Linked DNA regions of Capsicum annuum: region 2 is linked to region 1. The links are chromatin contacts, called in public Hi-C maps. All regions are on one chromosome and are shown on one strand. The core of a region is the stretch at or near the end of the contact, and the rest is flanking DNA. Distances in the headings are between cores, read along the strand shown. Region 1 holds the start of LOC107857650. Region 2 holds the start of LOC107857651 (protein S-acyltransferase 10).

Region 1 (5,533 bases), core at 1,560-4,059:
TATATTAGACTTATGAGCAATCGAATTGTGCCACATAAAATGTGGCAGAGAACCTAGGGCTATCGGGTCTTAATAAAACTTATATTCTAACTTAAGGGGAAACGATGTTTTATGATTTGATGTATGCATAATATCTCTTAAAAAAGACTATAGTAAACCACGCAAACATTTCATATACAACATTTAATTAATTTCTTACCTCTTGCTCAGATGTTAGTTTTGGACTAGTCACAGGAGAGTGACCTGCAGCATGGTCTGCTTCCCAGTGCTTTGTGGATATTTCTTTAATGGATGAAGGTGTCATAGGTGAGGAGGAGTCAGCTGCTTCACTACTTAGCTTTATAGACATTTCTTCAATTGATGGAGTTGGAGCTGGACTTGGACTATTTGAACTTACATATGCTGAAATGCTTTGAGTTCCCTTATCTCTTGTAACGGTAACTTCTTTCTTCTCTAAAGTTACAAGTGTAAAATGAGAAAAACTCTGTGAGTAGAATAAACTAAGGATGGTTCATAATGTTGAACATACAATTATGTTTAACAGCTTAAACTTTTATGCGAGATGATCACACATTCTAACATGGTTGTTCTAGAGGAGAAACACGTCATTTCAAATCTCATCTCCACCTTTATCAAAACGAATTTTCACTTCTTAGATCATGAAAAATAATCAGTCGCACGTGGGAGGATGTATTCAAGATATAATAAAGTAAATACAAGAGACAATGGTTAAAAAACAACAACTAAAGTATCAGGTTTTTTTGCGAGTTTCCTATCTAAACTATGAGGTATTCATTTTTCCTACATGAACTATCGCCAACTATTTAACAGAACACATTTCAACTATCAGTTGTTTCCTTTTCCTATATGCTGATATTTCTGGTAAGAAAGAAGAACAATTGATAGTTGAGGTATGTTTTGACAAATAGTTGATGATAGTTCAGGTTGGAAAAGTGAACACTTGATAGTAGTAATGAAGAAATGAAAATAGAACAAGTTTTTCTCACCTTTGCTTGGGATTTGGACTTCAACTTCATTTGTAGGCAAAGAAGGCTCTACATGGTGCTTTGTTTGGAATTGTGGTGTATTTTGTATTTGAGAAGGATAAATGAGAGGTCCTGAGATTGCAATTCTGTTTCCTGGTTGTCGAAATGATCTTCCACTTAGTATTTTTGTAGACAAACACTCCAAAGGAACTTCCCCTGACAATGGATTGCATATGTATTTCTCAGCTTCATTCCATTTTGAATTCAGTGCCAAACCATCTGGTGACATGTATTCCCAACTGTATATTGTTTTTGCCTGTAATGCTGCCCTCAAAAACAAACACAAAAATTTGTAAACTTGTAAATTGCCATTCATCTCAATCGACATGGAAGGCTTGGCTTGCTCAAGTGGTTGAGCACCTCCACCATCAACCGGTAAGTTAAGGGTTTGAATGACACCAAAGGATAAGTGAGAACACTATTGATCTTTCTGGGAGTGACAACAACAACAACAACAATAAATCCAATGTATTCCCACATAGTGGGGTCTGGGGAGGGTAAGATGTACGCAGTCCATACCACTAACTCCGGAGAAGTAGAAAGTTTGTTTTCGATAGACCCCCAGCTCAAGACAAGGAATAATAATCAAATTCGTAATAAAGCATGGAATAAGATATGACATAAATAAGACACCCACAAGGAATAGTACACAAAGACTAGTAAACAAGTTCGTAATAAAGCATGAAACAAGGTGGCATAACAAGAATAATACACCCACCAAGTAAAACCCTACCCTAACGACCCAAACTGGCACTAGCCTTCTATCCTAATTCGCATCCTTTAGATCTTCCTATCTTCAAATGACTCACCTTTCAGGGCAGTGGTAAACGAATATTTTGATGGATCAATTTCCTCTGTAGAAAAAAGATTAGAACTTCATGAGATACAATACTCCGAACCATATTTTTATACGCAATTCAATATTTCGGTTGTGTTTGAGTTACCTCTTAAGGCGTAGCCAGGGGAGGAAGCAGTACTTGAAATTGTTACGTTTGATCTAAAAGATTTTGCCTCTTCTCTAAAACTCCTAATATAAGACGCAGAGTACCTTCTTGAATTGGTTTTTTCTCTGTTAAGTTTAGCCTTAAGAGCCCATTCTCTCAAGTTAAACTCCGATTCATCTTGCTTTCTTGACTCTTCCATGATACTACGTTCTTCTTATATGGCACTTGGAACTTTTTTAGGAGGGTAAGTCCAATAGCCCCCCTCTAGTTGTCGAATCAGAAAAATATAGTCAAGAGCATGAACTTTATAGTAACATGTAACTTCCAAAAAAGATTTTCAAGATTTATAATTCCAACCCTTAAGCAACCTATGTCATGTTGAAAAATTGGAAATGAAAAAATCACAAAGAAAATGAGTTAAAAGTGGGCCACATGAATATTTGGTTTATGTGCAAGTAGCAAAGAACAGACAGAGCTTTAACTTGATCTTGCTTTTGCATTAAAAATGCAGGAGAATTCTCATAAATAATTGTAGTAGGGGTTTCCTTTGCTTTCCACGCACTGAAAGTGTAAAGAAAAAGTACCCAATCTACGAGCTGAAATACTATATGGATCCTTTGGTATAAAGGATAAGTGAGGTATCTCAGAATTAAGTTTGGTAATAAATTTATATCATGTTTAGTTGATGGTATAAATTAATCTCGAGATAAAATTTATATCATTAAACAAACATGGTATAATCTAATATCAAACTTAGTTAATTAGATCTGTGTACCAAATGAGCTCTATGTCTGCAAGACCGTGCAGTTTCGTCCTTTATATTTTGGTACAAATTAAAAAAATAGTACCAAATAGCCTAGAAATTTATGTTGGTGCTGATACACTAAAGCTCTCACTCTCACTATGTGCGGTGCTCGGGGAGTGCCGCATAAGGGTCTATCCTACATAGTCTTCTTACCTTGCATTGAAGAGAATGTTTCCACGGCTTGATCAACTCATGACCTCATAGTCACATGGCAGCAACTATACCAGTTACGTCAAAGTTCCCCCAATTTATGTTGATTCACCAAGATGCATGTATTTTGAGTTTACCTCGAGGTGACTAAAACTTTCTGTTAATAGTTAAAAATTTCTGCTCTTCTTGTGACTGAAACAGAAGTCAATTAATTATTAGTTCCAAGTACTTCCAACTTGTTTAGTCATTTAAGTAGTTAAGCTTAACAATAGTTTAATAAAAAGGTAGATAAACAGTGAAAATGACATGTTGATGTGTACTCCAGGCAACATTCAGAAGTTGTAAATGAATGATTCCTTCTTGTCTATGAAAATTCATTTCATGGTTGCAAGAAGATATCCAATGAAATAATAACATGTGTTATTAGTCACACTGCCATATCCAAGAAGATCGATATGGGGTGATGATATATTTTCAAGAAATTGATGAAGGTGTATTCCACAGTGTAGTGTTATTTTCAGTATAGGTTGGAAAGATTGTGGTGAAAGAGAAATTAGGGAAACAGTGGGACAGTGCATGGAAGAAATCTAATGGCAAGTAAAATTATATTATTGTATGTAATTCATTCATGTGTGGACATCCATGAATCCATGTGAAGATGTCAATCTCATTATCTTAATATTGAGTGGGGGTATAAATACTAGCTAGGTAGGTCCCTTTTTTCTTCTTGCTGCACATATTGGTGATCACCCTCACAATTTGTCTCAATTGTATGCAAAGTTGGTTTCATGGCAGAGGATAGATAGAGTATAAGTTGTTTTATGTCCGTTGGGCCATTTGATACTTCTTTGATTGATTCAAGCATTTTAATCCTTGTAATTAGGCAGTGATCCGGCTATCTATCTATCTATATATATATATATGCTTAACACGTGCAAATCAAATAATATTTTCGGAGAGTTGGGCAGAAGGAAAAGAGGCTCCTAGCCAAAGGCAGCTCGTCTCGTTCGGGAGATGAGTAGTGATTGAATTCCTTTATGCCATCCATTTATGATTCTGCATGAAAAATCAGTACGAACATAGCCTATATGTCCAGTTGAACTACCTTAACTAGTCGATAAATTTGAAAAGGGTTTCATGCGGCTAAACCATCATAAGATAATGTAATAGCGGCGGGGCCAAGTTGTCGCGTGGGGTTCATTCGATCCTCCTTCATGAAAAATTACACATGTATATCTGGTCAAAATTATTTTTTATGTACTTATAGTAGATGTTGAATCTCTAGGTTTCTTCACGTGCTTACCTCTTCATATTTTGAACCCCTTTAATAAAAATTCTGGCTTTGTCAATGCTTCAAGCGACCCTATCACATCACGCAATACGTACAACAAAAATGGATAGCATGGGCTGTTAAGGCATCTTCATAACCAAATGTCATGGCGAAAGACGACATTCGAATACAAATCTACAACACCACGTAAACCAACTCAGAAGGTTCATGGAATGAGTACGTCAAGTTATCAACTAATTGACAAAGCACAGTCGTTTGTATTTGGTTCTTTTAATTAACAAAATTAGAAAAAAAAAAAAAATCTTTATACTATTTGTGGATAAAGCTAAATTTACTCTTATCTTTATTAGTGGTAGATTGAATGTGGCATTGCTCATTTGCACACAAAATTCGATATAAGTGGGCTTAGTTGCTTGGCTATGTAAGGCCATAGCCACTGAAGCAAAGTTGGGCTCTCTAAAAGTAGAGATGGCAGTCAATTTCATTCCTGACACCAATTAACGTGCATGCATACTACTAATATCGTCAAGTGTCCACCCACTATCTGGTCTCACTTTTTTAGTAGCTACTTTCCACCTCAATGGACAAGATGCAACAAGAAACTTTTACCATCCAACTCATTCACCTACCCACTTGTTAGAACAATAATAATAATTATACAAAAAGATTCAAAATAAAATTTGTTTGGCTTAGAAGCACAATAATACGTTTCTTGAAGATAGTTGGAGTCTCTCCCACGAGCAAATGGAAGAATTAGTAACAACTCTATCTTCGGGATTCAACTAAGCCACAAAACAAGTAGCATTCAAGAATGTTGCTTTTCTATTCTTAACTTGGTGATTTCACCATTTGATCAATGTCTCTCAAATATTTTTCAAGGGAAAAGTATTTTTTGAGTGTTTGTCTTTTCAAACAAAAGAAACACTATTTATCGGGTAAAAGTTTCATGCAAGAGAAGACTATTAATTAAGTAATAGTTAATAGGTTCATGAATATTTTAAAATAAAAAATGTCTTTCTTTCAAGAACCTAAAATGTAAAACTTAATGAATGAATCGTAAAATTCACATCCATTTTCTTTGTAACTCAAAATCCTTTAAGTGATGCATTTATTTTAAAATTAATTGAAACATAACTCTAAAAATCTTTAACCTATGCATTTGTTTCAAAATTTATTGAAACATAAACTTAACAATAACAATCCCCCACTTGTTTCAAGAAATTTTATCTTTAAAAAATAAAATGCATTTGAGACATTAATCTTGCAACATGAATCAATAATGGTGTCTTTTGAACTT
Region 2 (5,533 bases), core at 2,216-4,715, 170 kb before region 1:
ACCACTATAAGCTTTTTAATTTAAGAACACAGAATTCTCTTGGTCCAACTAGCACCATGAATAAATAGTTCATCAACACATTTCACATACTCGAAACAGGCTGTATAATACATTCAAGCTGCTTTAAATATAACAAGGAAAGAATAAACACGCTGATAGTCAAGTCATCCCTACCCAACAGATGTTCCTGGAGCATACATATCCATCACTAGCTTTTCCCAAGAAGTTGTACCCCCTAGAAGATTCTTTTCTAACTGTTTTCTGTCGATTGTAATAACTACACTGCCATTTTTTCTTGAAGCAGGCTGTCTTTGCTTGATCATATAACATCACAAAAGGCAGAAAACAACAGAAATTAGATAAACCCATTTTCCACCTCATTTTCAGGAATAATCATTGTACTCCAACTACTTATAATGCAGGTAAAGAACAAGAAATGAAAATATCTTACGTAGAGGTACTTGTTGCCCTATTACCCGATGCATCTGTCTCGTTGATAGCCCTCATTGCATCAATAACATAGCTACATGTTCATGAAAAATAACTTTTTAAGGCCCTTCAGCAATGTAGTAGGTGAAGCTAGTAAAGACTCCGTATAATTTAGCTTAAAAACAAAATTCCAGCCTAATTACCCAGGAGAAGAACCAGAGGTGATGAAGTATTGAGCCAGTGTAGCAACAAGCAGCAGCAAATACGCTGCTGTGTACCTTGAAGGCAGAAAAGGAGGGCGGTAAGCAATTTCAGCAAAAACGCCTAAAACAGAGTGAAACATTTGGAATAATAATACAGAGAAACAATCAAAGACATGAAAATTTAAAGTTGCATCCGAAACTAACACAAGTATGACCCCTTTTGTATCCTATATTACAAAGTTCTAAAAGTTTATAAATGGCATCTAAGTTGCTCGGACTCGGGTGCCGGTATCCGAGACGGATGCAGATCCGAGAGTCGGATTCGTCAAGATATAAATTTTAGGATTCGGGGGTGCGAATTCAAGAGTGGATATGGATGCGGAGATTCGGCTTAAAAAAATTAAATACTATAAATATAGAGCTATAATTTATTTTAAACTAATTTATTTTCCTTGACCCATAGGGATTTGAATTTATTTTTTTATTTACTTTATTTTTAGATACTTTTTTTCATTGATTTTACGTTTCAATTAGCAATAGTATTTGTATTAGAATTTTTTTCCAAAATTAAAACTGACGTTTATTTACCAAAAAATAAAAAATAAGTATAATTTTTAAACAAAGTAGGTTTACTGACCGACACTTGTATACACGTGTTTTTATTTTTCATTAAAAGGTATATACAGTTAATATTATTAATATTATTAAATGTTATTAACACCATAAAAAAATCACTTTGAAAAAAAAAAAAAACATCACTGTTAACGCCGACGACTGACCGTACGACGACTGCGCGATGATTTCAGGTGACGGCGACGATGATTTTCAGTGAAGGCGACGATGATTTCAGGCGACGGCGACGGCCATCGATAACACCGTCTCTGTCCCGGTGGTTGTTGGTCAAGATTTTTTCGGGTAAGGCGTCAATTAATTTCGATGCTTCCCTCAAATTTCTTCTTTAGTTTGGTCAACGTCTCCGAAATCGTTTGACCGAATTGAAGACGGCGGAAGGACCCGACCCCGCCCCAGTCTCGTGTCGAGACGGGTTCGGCAGCAAAACAGCTGAGTCCGAGCAACATAGAATGGCATTAAGCCTAGATCTTTGCACCCCGAAATAAAAGTATCTTTCTGTTTGAGCACCATTATGGAGATTTTAGATTCTGAAAAGGAAAAGAGAGAAGGTTCTGATAAAAAATAGGACTGTAAGCTAAAAGAACTTTCATTCCTACATACACTTATACAATGAAATGTGTCTAGAACTCGTAGCAATTTTACCACATGCAAGTCTAGCTCTAACAATTTTTAGAGTTGTTCCTGCCTCAGTACCAACCATAAAAAACTAAGCCCAACTAGTAACCTGACCTGAAAGTTTATCCTAAATTTCAAAAAAGTTGCTGACTCAAATCAAATGTCTTATTAACCACACACGATCATAGTGTCCAATGCCAGATGGACTACTTTAAGACCTACGAACCTCTTAAAAAAATTGATTAACCACTTACAACCTGATTGTCACTCAACTAAATATTTAAGCCTAGATTTCAAAGAGAATGGACTCCCTTAAAGAGTTAAAGATCCTGTCTCCTTCTCTTTCATTGCACTCAGCCCCCGACCAACCTCGGAAGTCTACTGTTTTCCTTACTATATCCTCAGAGCCCAATTTTACTCTGTTAAGATGGAAATAAGTTCAGCAACCAACTCTTTCTAACATGTGTATCCGCCAACACTGCTGTTCTCTCAGAAGTATTACTAAATCAGTTTAATTGTATGATTGATACAGAACCCCTTGGCATTTGAATTATTTCCAAGTTCCCCCATTTGATGTTCAGTACTAAATCACTAAATCACTAATCTTAGCTAGAAATTTTAGCAAACACTGCTTATCTCAAGGTTGCATCTTCCAACCAATTCCATGTCAATTGATTCCTTCATATATAAGGCTCAACTTACAAATTGGGAAAAAATAATTTGATGCGGATGAAGATATTGAAAATCGTACCAACATTATAAAGGTATAAGGATACGGTTTTGGCATTATACATAAACAAACACTCAAACTTGGCTTCAGCTGGCAAGCAAGCACTCGAACTTTGAGAGTGCACATCTAAACACTTCAAACTTGGCGTTAACCGGCAACTAAACACTCCAACTCGTCCCCATTGTGTCTCGTGGACACCAATGCTGACACAACATATAAATTTTGGAGGTGTCTAGATGATAAAAAGTATGTGTTAGTGTTGATTGAAACAAATAATACTAGTGAGTAATATATAAGTTACCAGGCGTGTTGGTTGGTTTTCTGAATAAACTCTTTGTCAAAAGCAAATAGAAGAGCGACATAGGTCAGATGCAGCATCACCAACGCTAATTTCAAGCAAAAATTCGATCTCCCGTCTGCAAATCAATCAGCAAAACTTTTGTAAAAAATTTACACGTTAAAAGAGAGAGAGAGGGAAGAGTCAATTGAAGAAACAGTTTATACTAGACATAGATACATTAACATATAGAAAATGGAGGGGGAAAGGAAAAGAAGAGTTACGAGGGTCGGAAAGGCAGGGGAAGAAGGAGAAACCCTCCAATGTGCCGCCACATAATGCTACCATCCTCAAACTAATTTTTCAATATCAGCATCTCCAGATTTCAAAATTGCAGTGTTGTGTTTATCAGACTAAAATCAAATGAGAGTAGAATAACTTTTCCTTTTTCTTCTTTTCCCACAACTGGGAGTTGTGTAAGTAATCTTATTATTATTATTATTATTATTAAGAAAAAGAAGTTGAACGAACATCTTTAAAAATTCTGGAGAGGGATAAAAAATGACTTCACATTCAATGAGATGTGAAAACGTGCCATGTGATTAATAAATTTATGAAAATAACAACCCCCTTCCCCACCACCACCTTCCCTCTTCATTTCTTTTAAAATTTTATATTTTTTTAATAATTTTTTTTTATTTTTTCGATTTAAAAAATTAAAATCATAAAAGGATAAGAGATGTTTTTCTTCATATCTTAAGTAACTAAGTTCAAATATTTTAAAACCATATAAACAATTGGTTAACTCTTCAAATTCTATTTGTGCAACCTAAATTGGGATAGGAAAAGTAACATATATTTTTTTAAAATAATATACAATTATTATAAATCATAATAATAAATAATTTAAAATATTTAAAAAATATATTAAAAAATTTAATTGACTCTCTAAATTCCGTCGGTATCACATAAGTGAATCAGAGAGAGTAATATATATAGATCTCATATATCGTATGTGTGTGTATGAAGATTTTTTTCTTTGATTTGTTGTATATGTCTATAGCACATTTTCATTCATGAAATTAAATAACCATAAAGATAAATAAAGGAGATAAATTATGTGAGTAAAAATAAATTTATAAGGAGATAATCGATAGATTATACCTGCTTGATAATTTTTACAATCAATCATATAAAAATACTCTCGTATGATTATGTTATTACTGCACATTGTCATATGTTTTTCGTTCACATTGAAAAAAAATATTATGTGCTTACTTAAAATACCAAATACAACATATCTGGGATATTCTCACCAAAGTGAGGTTTGGGATATGCTCAATTGATGTATCATAAAAATTCTAAAAGACTAAAAGGATGATTCATTCATTTATTCTTTGACTGATTCTAATATAGTAATAACATATATTTTTAGGGCATTAATAACCAATTACTATGAGAAATATACCATTGCTAATCTATCTTCCAACTGTGGCAAAATTTTAGAAAATTGCTGTTAGCAAAAAAATCATGTTTATAACATTAAGATTTTTGAAAAAAGGTGTATATTTAATTAACATGGTCAAATTAATTAGAAACTGACAAAAAGATATACACAAAAATAAAAACATACACTAATAATAAGAAGAAGAAGAGCAAAGTTAATTGAGTAAAATTTGCTAATTAAACTTTCTAATATGCTGGTTAGTTGAGTTTTACTATTTAATTTTTGCTAAATAAAAGCGAATTATGTATGTGATTAAACATCTTTGTTCAAAATAAAGAAATAAAATAAAAATAAGAAAATAATATTAATTGAAATCAAAATAATACACTAATAAATCTTTAAAATATTTGTAAATCATTCAAACTTCTACATTTCACCAAACTACTATAACTATCTCTCTTAATGAATCTTCCAAGACAATTGAGCTTTGTTCTTCATCTGGATGAACCCGCACAAAATTAATGTGATCATCTCTTTGATGAGTCTTTGAAGAATATATTATGATCTTCATTCAAGTGATGGTCATATTGGAAACATCATCTTTTTATGTCCTCTTTTTTGATTATTAAAGACGTGATTGATGAAAAGATGAAAAAGAAAATCAAGAAAGAAGAAAAATAACAATTGAGCTTCGTTCTTCATCTTGATGAATTCACACAAAATTAATATGAACATCTCTTTGATGAGTCTTTGAAGAATATATTTATGATCTTCATTCAAGTGATGGCCATATTGGAAACATCATCTTTTTTATGTCATCTTTTTTGATTATTTAACACCTGATTGATGAAAAAGATGAAGAAAAAAATCAAGAAAGGAGAAAAATAGTTATATAACTATATTAATAAAAAAAATAGAGAAAATTAAAATCTGCATTTAAAAACTCCATAGATGATTTTTATTTATAGTGAACTTGTTCGCACTTCGCGTGATTATAATATATTTTATTAAATTCATAACCTATTTTAAATATTTGAATATTAAAAACAATCATTAATAAACGGTCTACACATACTTCTAATTTTATTATTCTTTAACAAAAATTATTTTGAGGTATGCAGTTTACTGTAGACTTTTTTTTTTGTTATAAAGTACAATGACACTATTTATATCTTCTTACAGAATTTCTGCAGCTCTGT

The links. A called contact is a pair of places that touch in the nucleus more often than the background predicts.
Region 2: a contact with region 1 is called in a Hi-C map of leaf, with 4 times the contacts expected there. The contact joins the promoter of LOC107857651 here to the promoter of LOC107857650 in region 1. A contact is called at or near these places in 5 of 5 Hi-C or Micro-C datasets (bud, leaf, pericarp and 1 more).

Annotation. Positions count from the first base shown.
Region 1 is chr2:16,047,404-16,052,936 of UCD10Xv1.1, reverse strand. LOC107857650 reads right to left here and starts at 2,809. Exons shown (of 5, transcript XM_016702505.2): 1 at 1,991-2,809; 2 at 1,856-1,900; 3 at 1,008-1,310; 4 at 200-453. The coding sequence starts at 2,189.
Region 2 is chr2:16,213,313-16,218,845 of UCD10Xv1.1, reverse strand. It overlaps LOC107857651 (protein S-acyltransferase 10), which reads right to left and starts at 3,465. Exons shown (of 11, transcript XM_016702506.2): 1 at 3,172-3,465; 2 at 2,912-3,026; 3 at 633-707; 4 at 452-523; 5 at 175-309. The coding sequence starts at 3,235.